2 separate regions of the Mus musculus genome follow, and region 1 is linked to region 2. A link is a contact called in public HiChIP or PLAC-seq data. All regions are on one chromosome and are shown on one strand. The core of a region is the stretch at or near the end of the contact, and the rest is flanking DNA. Distances in the headings are between cores, read along the strand shown.

What was found. HiChIP or PLAC-seq counts read pairs in DNA pulled down with a chosen protein or histone mark.
Region 1: a contact with region 2 is called in an HNF4G HiChIP or PLAC-seq map of pancreatic cancer cells. The contact joins the promoter of Onecut3 here to the promoter of Dazap1 in region 2. A contact is called at or near these places in 1 of 15 datasets of contacts at CTCF or cohesin (the NIH/3T3 cell line) and 1 of 115 datasets of contacts at active chromatin or transcription factors (pancreatic cancer cells).

Annotation. Positions count from the first base shown.
Region 1 is chr10:80,491,121-80,496,963 of GRCm38.p6, forward strand. Onecut3 (one cut domain, family member 3) reads left to right here and starts at 3,786. Exons shown (of 2, transcript NM_139226.3): 1 at 3,786-5,070. The coding sequence starts at 3,888.
Region 2 is chr10:80,261,592-80,267,440 of GRCm38.p6, forward strand. Dazap1 (DAZ associated protein 1) reads left to right here and starts at 3,423. Exons shown (of 12, transcript NM_133188.3): 1 at 3,423-3,587. The coding sequence starts at 3,559.

The sequences.
Region 1 (5,843 bases), core at 2,536-5,035, 230 kb after region 2:
CTCTCAGGGCAGGAAACCGAATCAGGACAGGGTAGTGGGCTGTTGGAGTTCCTTCCTCTCATTGCGCCCTGGAACTTGAGCGGTCGAGGGTGCAGTGACGCCCGACATCCTTGCTGGTGCTCACGCAGGCCCCGCGGCCCGCTGCAAACAAGCGGGTGTTTGCGCAGCGCGCGGCCCAGAGCGATGGGGATTCGATGGAGACGCGGGGCCGTCGGGGATCGATCGGGCACAACTGTCGCGGAACAGCCCCGCGGAGCTGCCAGGAGCGAAGCAGTCACAGGCCCGGGGCCGTGCAGGCATCTCGGGGTGCGGCGTACTCTCCTGCAACCCCACACCCGACAGAGACCCCTGGGACTACCCAAGCTGGACACCGCTTCTCTGTCTACCAGGGGAGAACTGGAAGCTGTGGGATGTGGCGAATTCAGATCTGTGGCGCCTGCAGATTTGGGGGAGGCTGGAATGAAGGTAGCAGTCGCTAGAATTTCTATGAACCACCACCACCCCACCCCACCCACCGGCGAGAAGAAAGGACTTGACTTAAAACTCTCATTTCGGTGGGCAATAAACAGTGGCCTGTCGGGAGAGGCTAGGGTGCACCCGCCTCAAAGGAACAGCTTTAAGCATCTAAAGACCCCAAATCAATTTTTTTAGCTAAAATGAGAAGCGAAAACGAGGACATTGGTGAGGTCAAACTGGCGGAGGGCCAGAGCGGGGGGGGGGGGGGTGGGGGGGGGTGGGGGGGTAATCTGTTCCAGCCCCGCCTTCAGGGCGCTTCTGGGGTGGATGAAGGCGACTGAGGGTTCCTGCGAAGCCCGTGCAGGTCCCCAACGTCGCTGTCGCTTGTACTTGCTATCCCGACCCTCACAGCCCTCAGGTTAACTGGGCCTCAGATTTCTCTCAAATGTGGGCTTAGCACAGAGACGGAGAATATTAGCCAGGCGCAGCCCAGCACGTTTGGAGACCCCAGAGGCAGCCAAGGGGCTCCTGGACTCCATCCCTGATTTTCCCAGAGGGGATACTGAGGTCGACTGAGAGGTTCTCTGAGTTGGCCTAGGTCCCCACGGGGATAAATATGGGGGATGCCCTGCCCCACTCCAGCTCACCCCTCCTCCACCCTCAATTTGCTAATGACCCAAGATCGATCTGGCCCCAGTCACCGGTTCGCCCGTGGCCCCGCTCAATTCTATTTCACTAATTACTAAAGTGGGGGAGGCCAGTTCTTGGGGCTCAGGGGGCACAGTCCGTTTCCTAGGGACCCCTAGGTTTTTACTCCATCTCTCAGTGGGACCGCAGACCTCGTGGAGATCCAGCTCTTCATGCCCAGAAGACTCAAGCACAGGCTGCACATGCCGGGAGAAGCCCTGTCTAAGTCTGGACAGTCTGCAAGGGAGTGTGTGGCACCTGAGGTTGCTCTTGTTCAAGAGAAAAGGGAGTCCCCTCATCTCAAAGCCCCCAGCTTCCTCTCTTTTTCTTCAAAATGGATTCTCCGCTCATGGGGGAGGGGGGCTATAGATATCATTTGAAACAAAAAAAATGAAGGCAGGGGACTGCATCATCCCAACCCTCTGCCCAGGAATCCCGGGGTGGCTGGTATTTGAAAGGGTTTATGGTCATCTTTTGTTTTTCTGTTTTTAAACACCCAGTCAACCCCTGTAGCTCTTTGCTTTCTAGAGCTCTGAATGCTATCGGTTGACGGTGGTGGATTGATTTCCACACCCCACGATTATTTTTAATTATCTGTGATGTTGTAGGATAGACTTGGGGACTGCAGACTTGACTCTGATCCTGGCCATAGCAACTGTCCCCAGCTCTTTGTCACTGGGGAGGAAACCCCAGTGGTGCAACAGACACTCTGTGTGCCTCAGTTCCTCTATCTGGAAGATGGCTGTGGCCCCAAATTGTCCAGGCTCCCCAAATCAGAAGACCCCAAGGCTTCTGCCCCTTGGGGGAGATGGATGGGTAAAAGTACCCACTCCTGCAAGCTTCACCCTAATGGCCCCCTCTGCAGTCTTTACTCCCCACTATCCCCACCCCCACCCCCAACCAGGAGACCAAGATGGCAACAGGCAAGAAGTGATAGGCTCTGGATCTCTTCCCTCTCTAGGACTGTTAAACAGCTGGAGCTTAATAAATGCTGACTTGTTCACATTGAAACAGTCCCTTCAGCCCTGTCCACCCAAGGATTTGGGAGAGGGACCTCTGTGTACCCCCCCCCTTAATGGCTCATATACAATGCCACTCACTTTCCTCCAAGATCCTCTTCTCTGGGGGGGGGGGGGCAGCATGAAAGGGGAAAATGAGGAACAGAAAAGGATCTGTGCAGCCCCGGGCATGGACCACCACGCCTGTCACACAGCCAGTGCACTGTGGACATCAGATTCTTGGTTTGCTTTGTTTCCAGCCTGATAGCCCAAGCCATTGGTGGGGGCATCCCTTGAGTGAGCGTCAGAGCCCATGGGTGACTCAAGCTCCAGAACAAATGCCAATAACCCTCCCTGGCAGTGAGCAGGGCAAGGGAGGCAGGGGCTGAGGCTGAGTGAAGACACCCTCCTAACACAAGGTCCCCCCAGAGTCTGGCATGGCCACCCTGGTAATCGGTAATCTCTTCTCCACAAACCCAAGGGGTCTTGTTCCCAGGTGCTTTGTGCCTGTAGGGTGCCATCCATGTACCCCTTCTGTCCCCCTTCACTGTCTGCAGGTGGGAAAGGGAGAGAGAGAGAGAGAGAGAGAGAGAGAGAGAGAGAGAGAGAGAGAGAGAGAGAGAGAGATCCTAGGCTAGCTATCTCAGTCTGAAAAAAAAAAAAAAACCCCAAACCCAAGCTGGTCTAGAGATGACCAGTCTCAGACAAGACATCCTTAGACCCCAGAGATATTGGGGACAGGAAGTAGCCAATTACACGGGACTTAGGAGGAATTTTCCCCTCTCTCTTCCCCCCCTCTCTGTCATCTTTTCCATGTGTAGCCCTGACTGTCCTTGAATCCAGTTCTGTAGACCAGGCTGACCTTGAACTCAGAAATCCACCTGCCTCTGCCTCCCAAGTGCCGAGATTAAAGGCATGTGCCACTACACCGGACCTTGGAGGAATTTATGTTTGCTTTGATGCAAAGACTCACTATAAAGCCCTTGCCTGACTGGAACTTGCTACATAGACCAGGCTAGCCTCCAAATTAACGATCCACCTGCCTCTGTCTTCCCAATCCTGGGCCTAAAAACCACTAAAGTCCCTGTTAAGAAAGATTTCTGCAGGGCAATTACATTGCACAATTGAAGAAACAGAGGCCCAAATGCCCAAATGCCTGCTTTTCCTTGTGCTTGAGGCCAATGTGTGATTGTTCTGGGGACCTACTAATAGCCCCACTTCATCCCAAAAGAGGTTTTGAAATCTTTGTGTGCATACGGGGAAAACAGCCCATCTTTCTGAGAGTGTCAACAGAGTTGGGGGGCGTTTGTAGCCACACTTCAGGAACTGGGGGCGGGTAGGGGCAGAAGGGGGAATGTACAGGACAGAGAATCAAAGACGCTGATATGAGAACACACACACACACTCACTCACACTCACACAGAGCCAGGACTAGCGGTCCCCCACCCCAATCCCTCAGGTTCTTCTCAGGGCAAGGAGAATGGGGAGACCCAAGAAGCCAGCCTGGTGCTCCAAGGGGTTTGGCGGGTGCAGGCGGAGCGATGGGCGGGGGCGCTGACGTCAGACCCGGGCCGGGGCGCCGGCGGCGGCCGCCCCGCCACATCCTGGTGGCCGCTGCTCGCAGCAGCCGAAGCCGAGCGAGAGCACTGAACAAGCGGGACAGTAGCAGCCGCCGCCACCAGGAGCGTCGGCCAGTGCGTGGGGACCATGCTGCGGCCTTGAGCACACACGAAGAGGACACCCAGGATGGAGTTGAGCTTGGAGAGCCTCGGGGGGCTGCACGGGGTGACACACGCGCAAGCCGGCGAGCTGCTGAGCCCGGGCCACGCGCGCTCCGCCGCGGCCCAACACCGAAGCCTAGTGGCATCGGGGCGCCCAGGCCTGGTGGCCGGCATGGCTAGCCTGCTGGACGGTGGTGGCGCCGGGGGCGGGGGCGCCGGGGGCGCGGGGGCTGCAGGGGCCGCGGGTGGTGGCCCTGACTTCCGTGGGGAGCTGGCTGGCCCCCTGCACCCGGCCATGGGTATGGCGTGCGAGGCCCCAGGTTTGGGTGGCACCTACACCACGCTCACGCCCTTGCAGCACCTGCCGCCGCTGGCCGCCGTGGCCGATAAGTTCCACCAGCACGCGGTGGCTGGGGCGCACGGAGGCCATCCACACGCTCACCCTCACCCGGCCACCGCGCCGCCACCGCCCCCTCCGCAGCGCCTGGCGGCCAGCGTGAGCGGCAGCTTCACCCTCATGCGCGACGAGCGGGCGGCGCTGGCCTCGGTGGGCCACCTCTACGGGCCTTATGGCAAGGAGCTGCCCACCATGGGGTCGCCACTGTCGCCGCTGCCCAGCGCGCTGCCCCCCGCTCTGCACAGCGCCCCGCAGCCGCCGCCGCCGCCACCGCTCGCCGCTTACGGGGCTCCGGGCCACCTGGCCGGGGACAAACTACTGCCACCTGCCGCCTTCGAGCCACACGCGGCGCTTCTGGGGCGCGCAGAGGACGCGCTGGCCCGAGGGCTGCCTGGAGGCGGCGGCGGCGCGGGAGGCGGCGGGGCGGCCGGCGGGGCGGCCGCGGGTTTGCTGGCTCCGCTGGGCGGGCTGGCTGCGGCCGGGGCGCACGGGCCTCACTCAGGCGGCGGTGGCCCCGGAGGGGGCGGTGGCGCTGGCGGCGGCAGCGGCGGCCCGGGAGCCGGCGCTGCAGCCGAAGAGATCAACACCAAAGAGGTGGCCCAGCGCATCACCGCCGAGCTGAAGCGCTACAGCATCCCGCAGGCCATCTTCGCGCAGCGCATCCTGTGCCGCTCGCAGGGCACGCTCTCCGACCTGCTGCGCAACCCGAAGCCCTGGAGCAAGCTCAAATCCGGCCGCGAGACCTTCCGCAGGATGTGGAAGTGGCTGCAGGAGCCGGAGTTCCAGCGCATGTCGGCGCTGCGCCTGGCAGGTAGGGACAAGGGCCCCTGAGGCTCGATCCTGGGGGACATGGTTGGCACAGGATGAAGGACCTTGGCTAGTGCGTCCTGCCAGCCTAGAGGGGGGAAACTGTAGCCTCTGAGGCTGACCCGGGGTCTGCATCGCCGAGTGTCACTAATAGAAAGAGGGCAAATACAATTATTGTTTCCGTCCCTATTCTTTTAGGGACTGTGTAGGGTGTCTAGTGTCTTTGAGGCTGATGTAGACATAGGGTGCTAAACTAAAACAGCCCTCGCGTGGCTCCGTGTGTGCGCGTGTATGCGCGCGTCTGTAGCACGTTCCTTGGGTTCACGATCCCCTGCGATCAGAGGTGCCACTCCCCTCGTCCCCAAACATCCTGCAAGAGGGACCAAAGGCGCCCTCTCTCCACCCAGTCACAAAGCTCTAGGTGCTGACTAGACTCAGCCAAGGCCTGGCCACCGCTCTGCCCCCAGCCCCAGCACCACCACCACCACCGAGCTCTCTTCCTATGCAGCTCAGCCTCTGCCGACGATCGATCCGCTAGTCCCCCATCCCTCCCCCCTCTGGCCGTTGGCAAAGGTCATTTGAGATTGGGGGAGGGGCAGCCCTTGGGACCCTGGGCTCAGTGGCATCCACCAGAGGCCTTCACACCCCCCCCCCCCCGTGGCTCCCAGGGCCTCACTCCCTCCTGTTTTCCTGTCCCCCCTTTCTACTTCTCTCCACGGGGACAAATTGCTGTCCCTCTCTTCGAGCTGCCTCTTCGGTACCCAGTCCAGTCTCTCT
Region 2 (5,849 bases), core at 2,173-4,672:
TAGGATGAAATCCAAGCGTTCTGCTACTGGCGAAGCCTAGTCTTCTTTCACGGGTGGGGCCCAGCCTGGTAGAGGCAAAACAGGATCCGGGGCCTAGCTTTCCGCTAGAGCTGAGGCTGGCGCCAAGGAGGCGGGGCCTGAGGATAGGGTAATTGTGGAGTCCAGCTGAGTCCATCCTTTTACTATGAATGGGGCGGAGCCTGCGGACCTGGGCGGGGCCAAGTTATCTAGGCAGGAAGTTGGAGCCATGAGGGGTGAAGTGCCTGCGGTGCAAGGAGGGACGTTTAGAGACTACCAGTGGTCCCAGTGCCATGGAGAGTACCATATGCTGGCACGTGCACTGTTGTGGCTTCTGGAGGGGCGGGGCAAGCTCCCTGGCACCACATTTGGAATGAGGCTTGACTTTCTGCATTTGCCTGGCTGGCTCGCAAGGGTACTGGATTTACTGTTTGAAGAGGCTGTGAAACTTCCTGATCTCAGCGTGTCGTCCACGATGCTCCTCTAAGTTGATTCTTTTTTTTTTTTTTTTTTAGGTTTTTCGAGATAGGGTTTCTCTGTGTAGCCCTGGCTGTCCTGGAACTCACGCTGTAGACCAGGCTGGCCTCGAACTCAGAACTCCACCTGCCTCTGCCTCCCCAGTGCCGGGATTAAAGGCGTGCGCCACCAGGCCCGGCCCAAGTTGATTTTTTTATTTCTATTTATCCGTTTATTTAGAGACAGGAGCTCCTGACTGGCCTGGAGCTTGCTATTGAGAACAAGTTGGCCGCGAACTCACAGATTTCTGCCTGATTCTACCTCTGAACTGCTGGGATTTAAAGGCGTATGCCACCATGCCTGGCTGAATGCCTCAAGTTTAGACATTCATTGGCCTGGTGAGGTCCAAGAAGCCGGCCCTCTCTCAGCTGCTCTAATCCATACCTGTCATTCAGCAGCTCTAGCTTACTACTGGGTCACTTGGACATGTTAGGTGTAGCGATCTGATGATTTTTCTAAGAACTGCTGGAAAAGCAGTGACACTCTTAATCCTTAGAAGATGTTACAGCAATAACTGTTGGTGCCCTCATTTTACAGGTGGGGAAAACTGCTAAAAACAGGAGTGGAGACCAGGGCTCCAATTTAGAACCGCAACAGTTAGCACTTTTGGGAGTTTTGGTTTGTTTTTTTATTTATTTTATTTTTTGGTTTGTCGAGACAGGGTTTCTCTTTATAGCTCTGGCTGTCCTGGAGCTCACTTTGTAGACCAGGCTGGCCTCAAACTCAGAAACCCACCTGCCTCTGCCTCCCGAGTGCTGGGATTAAAGGCCTGCGCCACCACGCCCCGCTGTTTTTTATTTTTTAATGTACTTGGTGTCTCATCCCTGTGCACCACCTGAGGCGCAGTCACTGGCATTGTGATTTCCCACTTGGGTCCTGACAATCAAACTTTGGTCTTCTGGAAGAAACAGGTTCTCATGTAGCCCAAGATAGCTTCAAACTCTCACACAGCTAAGGATGACCTCGAATTCCAGATCCTGCCTCCTCCACCTCTCCAGTGCCAGGATCAACAATGTGTACTGCTATGCCCGGTTTCTGCAGCTCATGAAGGGTCTTGGGCATTGTGCCTGCCAGGAGAGCACTTCCCCCACTGAATTCTAGGTCCACTGCGCCACTCCTCTGAGTGGCCTTCTGATGATCTCATGTGGTCTAATTAAAGCAGAAAATGGGTAGCTTTGTCATCTCAGCACTCCAGAGTCAGCGACAGCAAGATCTCTATGAGTTCCAGGACAATTGGGGCTACATAGGAAGACTCTGTCTCCAAACAAAAGCTTTGGACTGTTTTTTATAATCTGAGCTGTTATACCCAGCACAGAAATGAATTGTTGCTTGTTATACTTTGCTGTTATTATATTATGTTCTACTGACATAGAGACTAGGACCCAGGTCACTCTCAAATTCAAAGTCGTCGTCTTCTTCTTCTTCTTCTTCTTCTTCTTCTTCTTCTTCTTCTTCTTCTTCTTCTTCTTCTTCTTCTTCTTCTCCTCCTCCTTCTTCTCCTCCTCCTTCTCCTCCTCCTTTTCCTCCTCCTCCTTCTCTTCTTTTTCTTCTTCTCCTTCTCCTTCTCCTTTTAGACAGGGTTTCTCTGTGTAGTCCTGGCTGTCCTGGAACTCACTCTGTATATTAGCTGTACTTAATTCACAGAGATCAGCCTGTCTCTGCCTCCCAAGTGCTGGGTTTAAAAGTGTGCACCAATACTGCCCTGCTTCAGGCTTTGTTTGTTTGCTTGTATGTATGTTTTGGTTTTTGTTTGAGAAAGTCTTGTGTACCTCAGCTGGCTTCTAGTTCACTATATAGCTGACCAAGGGAGGCTGACCTTGAATTCCCAGTCTTCCTCTCCAACCTGAGCGCTGGGATGACAGGTTTGCACTGCCATGACTGTTTTAAGTAGTCTGGGGATGGAACCCAGCTCTTTAGCCTAGAAAGATGCTCAACAAACTGAGCCATTACATCGTTTTATTCACTTACTTATTATGTTGTTGTTGTTGTTGTTGTTGTTGTTATTATTATTATTATTATTATTATTATTATTGTTTGTTTTGTTTTCTCGAGACAGGGTTTCTCTGTGTAGCCCTGCCTGTCCTGGGACTCACTCTGTAGACCAGGCTGGCCTTGAACTCAGAAATCCACCTGCCTCTGCCTCCCAAATGCTGGGTTTAAAGGTGTGCGCCACCACTGCCCAGCTTTATATACCTTTTTGAGACAGGGAACTGGTTATGAGAGGAAAGGCAGATTATCCAAGTGAGAAGTCAGCTGCAGACAATAGATAGTAGTAAGAGTGTGGCTGTCCATGTTAGTGGTACTAGGGACAATGTTTTTTTGTTTTTACTTTTTCTTAGTAACTATTGAACTTGGTTAATTTTTACTTTGAACCCAATCGAGCCTTAACTGAATGACCTTGGACAGGTGAGTCAGCCTTTGTGACCCAGTGTATCATCTGCGAAAAAGGAAGAGCGGGAGGTGACACAGTTCAGAGCATGAACGTGCAGCCTGCTTTATGCACCGGCCTCTGAGGGGCATCTTAGACTTTTTCCCCTCGCAAGCCCCCACGCAAGACCAAGATTCGCGAGTGGATAAAGGGGAACCCGCGTCTGCGCCTGCGCGCGCCATGAACGCCCGGCGCCGCATGCACGCGTACGCACGCACGTGGCTGTCTCCCTCCGCGCGCCTTCTGAAGGCCAGATAATGCAGAGGACTGCATTTCCCAGAAGGATTAGATTCGACAGGGCGGAAACGCATGTCTCGGTTGTCCGTGTTGCGCAGGCGCAGAGCTCTGCGTCCCTCTCGCAAGCGGGCACGCACGCGCGGCGCGCCCCTGGCCCCGCCCCCGGAGGCCCCGTGCGGGAGCGCGCCCGGGCGTGCGCAGGGCGGAGGCGCGGAGGCGCGGGGACGCGCAGCGACCGTTGGCGCGGAGGGAGGAGGCTCAGCGCCGCCGCCGTTGCGCAGATCCGGGCCGCGGCTGCGGGGAGGGACGAGCGGTGACCTTCCGGAGGAGCGGGGCGCAGCGGGCCGGGACGGGGCGCCATGAACAGCGCGGGCGCCGACGAAATCGGGTGAGGCTGTGGAGCCGGGCCAGGCCCAGAGCGAGGGAGGCCGGGGTGCCGGACCGGCCGGGCCGGGACTTTAGAGGAGAGCCGGGGTGCTGGGGGGTCGCCCCAAAGGCAGCCCATGGGTAACTGAAGGGACCCAAGGTGATAACTCACGAGCCAGAGAAACCCTAAATGAAGGTTCACGGGTCAGGGGCATCCCATAGGATAACTCACCGGACTGAGAGACCCTGAAATGATAAATCAGGGTGTTGAAGACCCTTAAGTGGATCCTTGAAGTCAGGAAGGTAATGTAGGATAATTAGGGGTGCTGAGAGATCTCTCATAGATTCTAAGTACCAGGGAGATTACAAAAATGGACCAGGGTCCTTGTGAACCCTAAGTATTAGAATGGTGAAACTGAGGGATCTCCAAAGAATAGATTATAGAGCAGAGAGACCCCATAGAGTTGCTCTGGGGAGTTGAATTCTAAAAGCTAGATCACAGGTAATGGAAACCCTGTAAAATAGATTAAGGATGCTGAGACACCCTAAAGAATACATAGGTCAAATAAATTAGGTTATGGGTGCCGAGGAACCCCAAAGTATAGATTACAACTCAGAGAGACCGCATGGGATAACGCGGGGATCTGAGAGGTACCCCGAAAGATTAGGGTGCTGGGGTTATCTAGTAAAAGCGCAGGGATGAGGAGATCACAAAGAACAGATCAGGATGTTGGAGCTTCCTAAGTGGAGTTTGGGGTCAAGGAGTCTTCAAATGATAATTTTGGAGGTTGTGGGATTCTCCAGATTTCAGGAATTAAGGTGACCATCAAATCAGGAGACTGAGGGACACTAAAGGATAGTTCAGATGTTAGAGGGACCCTAAGTAGAGCCTGGGTGTCGGGGAGACGCCCCCCTCTGATAAAATTAAAGGAATTTGGGAACACTGAAAAGTTGGTGTCGGGAGACCCCAAAAGATAACTCAAGGTGCTGAGTCCTTCACAGGAGTTAGAAGAGGACCCCAGAGCTGGGCGGTGATGGCGCACGCCTTTAATCCCAGCACTTGGGAAGCAGAGGCAGGTGGATTTCTGAGTTCGAGGCCAGTCTGGTCTACAAAGTGAGTTCCAGGACAGCCAGGGCTACACAGAGAAACCCTGTCTCGAAAAACAAAAAAAGAAGAAGAAGGAGAAGGAGAAGGAAGAGGACTCCAAAAGAGAGCTGGAGGGTTATGTGGATAAGGTGGTTGGGAAGGCCCTATAGAATAAGGGTTTGAAGGACCCTCCCAAAGGCTATATTAAGGTATAGGGGACCCCTGAGGTTGAGCTGTGAGGTCGGGAGATACTAAAGGATAGTTCAGAGGGCTGAGGGAATTCCAAGAGAGACCCTTAGCTCTGTGGGAGACCATAAGCCATAATTGTGGTTAAGGAAATAGGGTAGGGAGACCATACGGGGTAGTTCAGAAGGCTAGGGGGACCTCCAACAGGAGTTACAGAGTCGAGAAGAGCCCAGTGGAGATTTGGGGGAACCCCAAAGGATAGTTAAGGAGCTAGAGAGGCCTGAAAGGCTAATTCAGGGGGCTGGGAGAATACCAGGAGGAGGCGCAGGACTCAGGAATACTCTAAAAGATAATTGGAGACCCTGAGCCAGTGAGGCCTAGAAGGTGCAGGGTCCAAGAGAACTCATTTGTTTGTGTTTGGTTTATTTTTTTATTTTTTATTTTTTTGAGATTTTTTTAAAAAATTATTTTGGTTGTTGCTTGTTCATAAGGTAAATGAGAGGCTGGGGAGACTCAGCTCCGGGGGTCATAGAGGAATCAAGAGACAGCTCCATGAGCTTGGGAGACACCAGTGATGACCAAAGACTAAAGTATAGGGAGGCCCCAAAGGGGACCTTAAGGCCAGAGAGACTCCCCAAAAGGATGCTTCAGTGGGTTAGGGAGACCACAAGGGGTCTGGGAAGCCGGAAAGAGGAACCCAGAAGCCAGGAAGAGCCCCCACCCCTAAAACTGCTCAACAAGCCAGGGTACCCAGAACAGAACAAGAAGTCAGGGTGCTCAGGAGCTGTGAGGGGGAGTTTGAGACCTGGGAGGGCTTAAATAGCAACCTGCTGGTCTAGAGACTCTCATATCAGAGTGGCACCAGAGGGAACGTTTTATAGAGCTATGGAACCTGATCCTGGGGCCTTCGAGTCAGGAAGATCACAAAGGAGATTAAGGACTGGGGGACCCCAAGTGGGGACTTTGTGGCGTCTCTGTGATATCAACCAGGGCTTGAGGGGTGTAAATAAA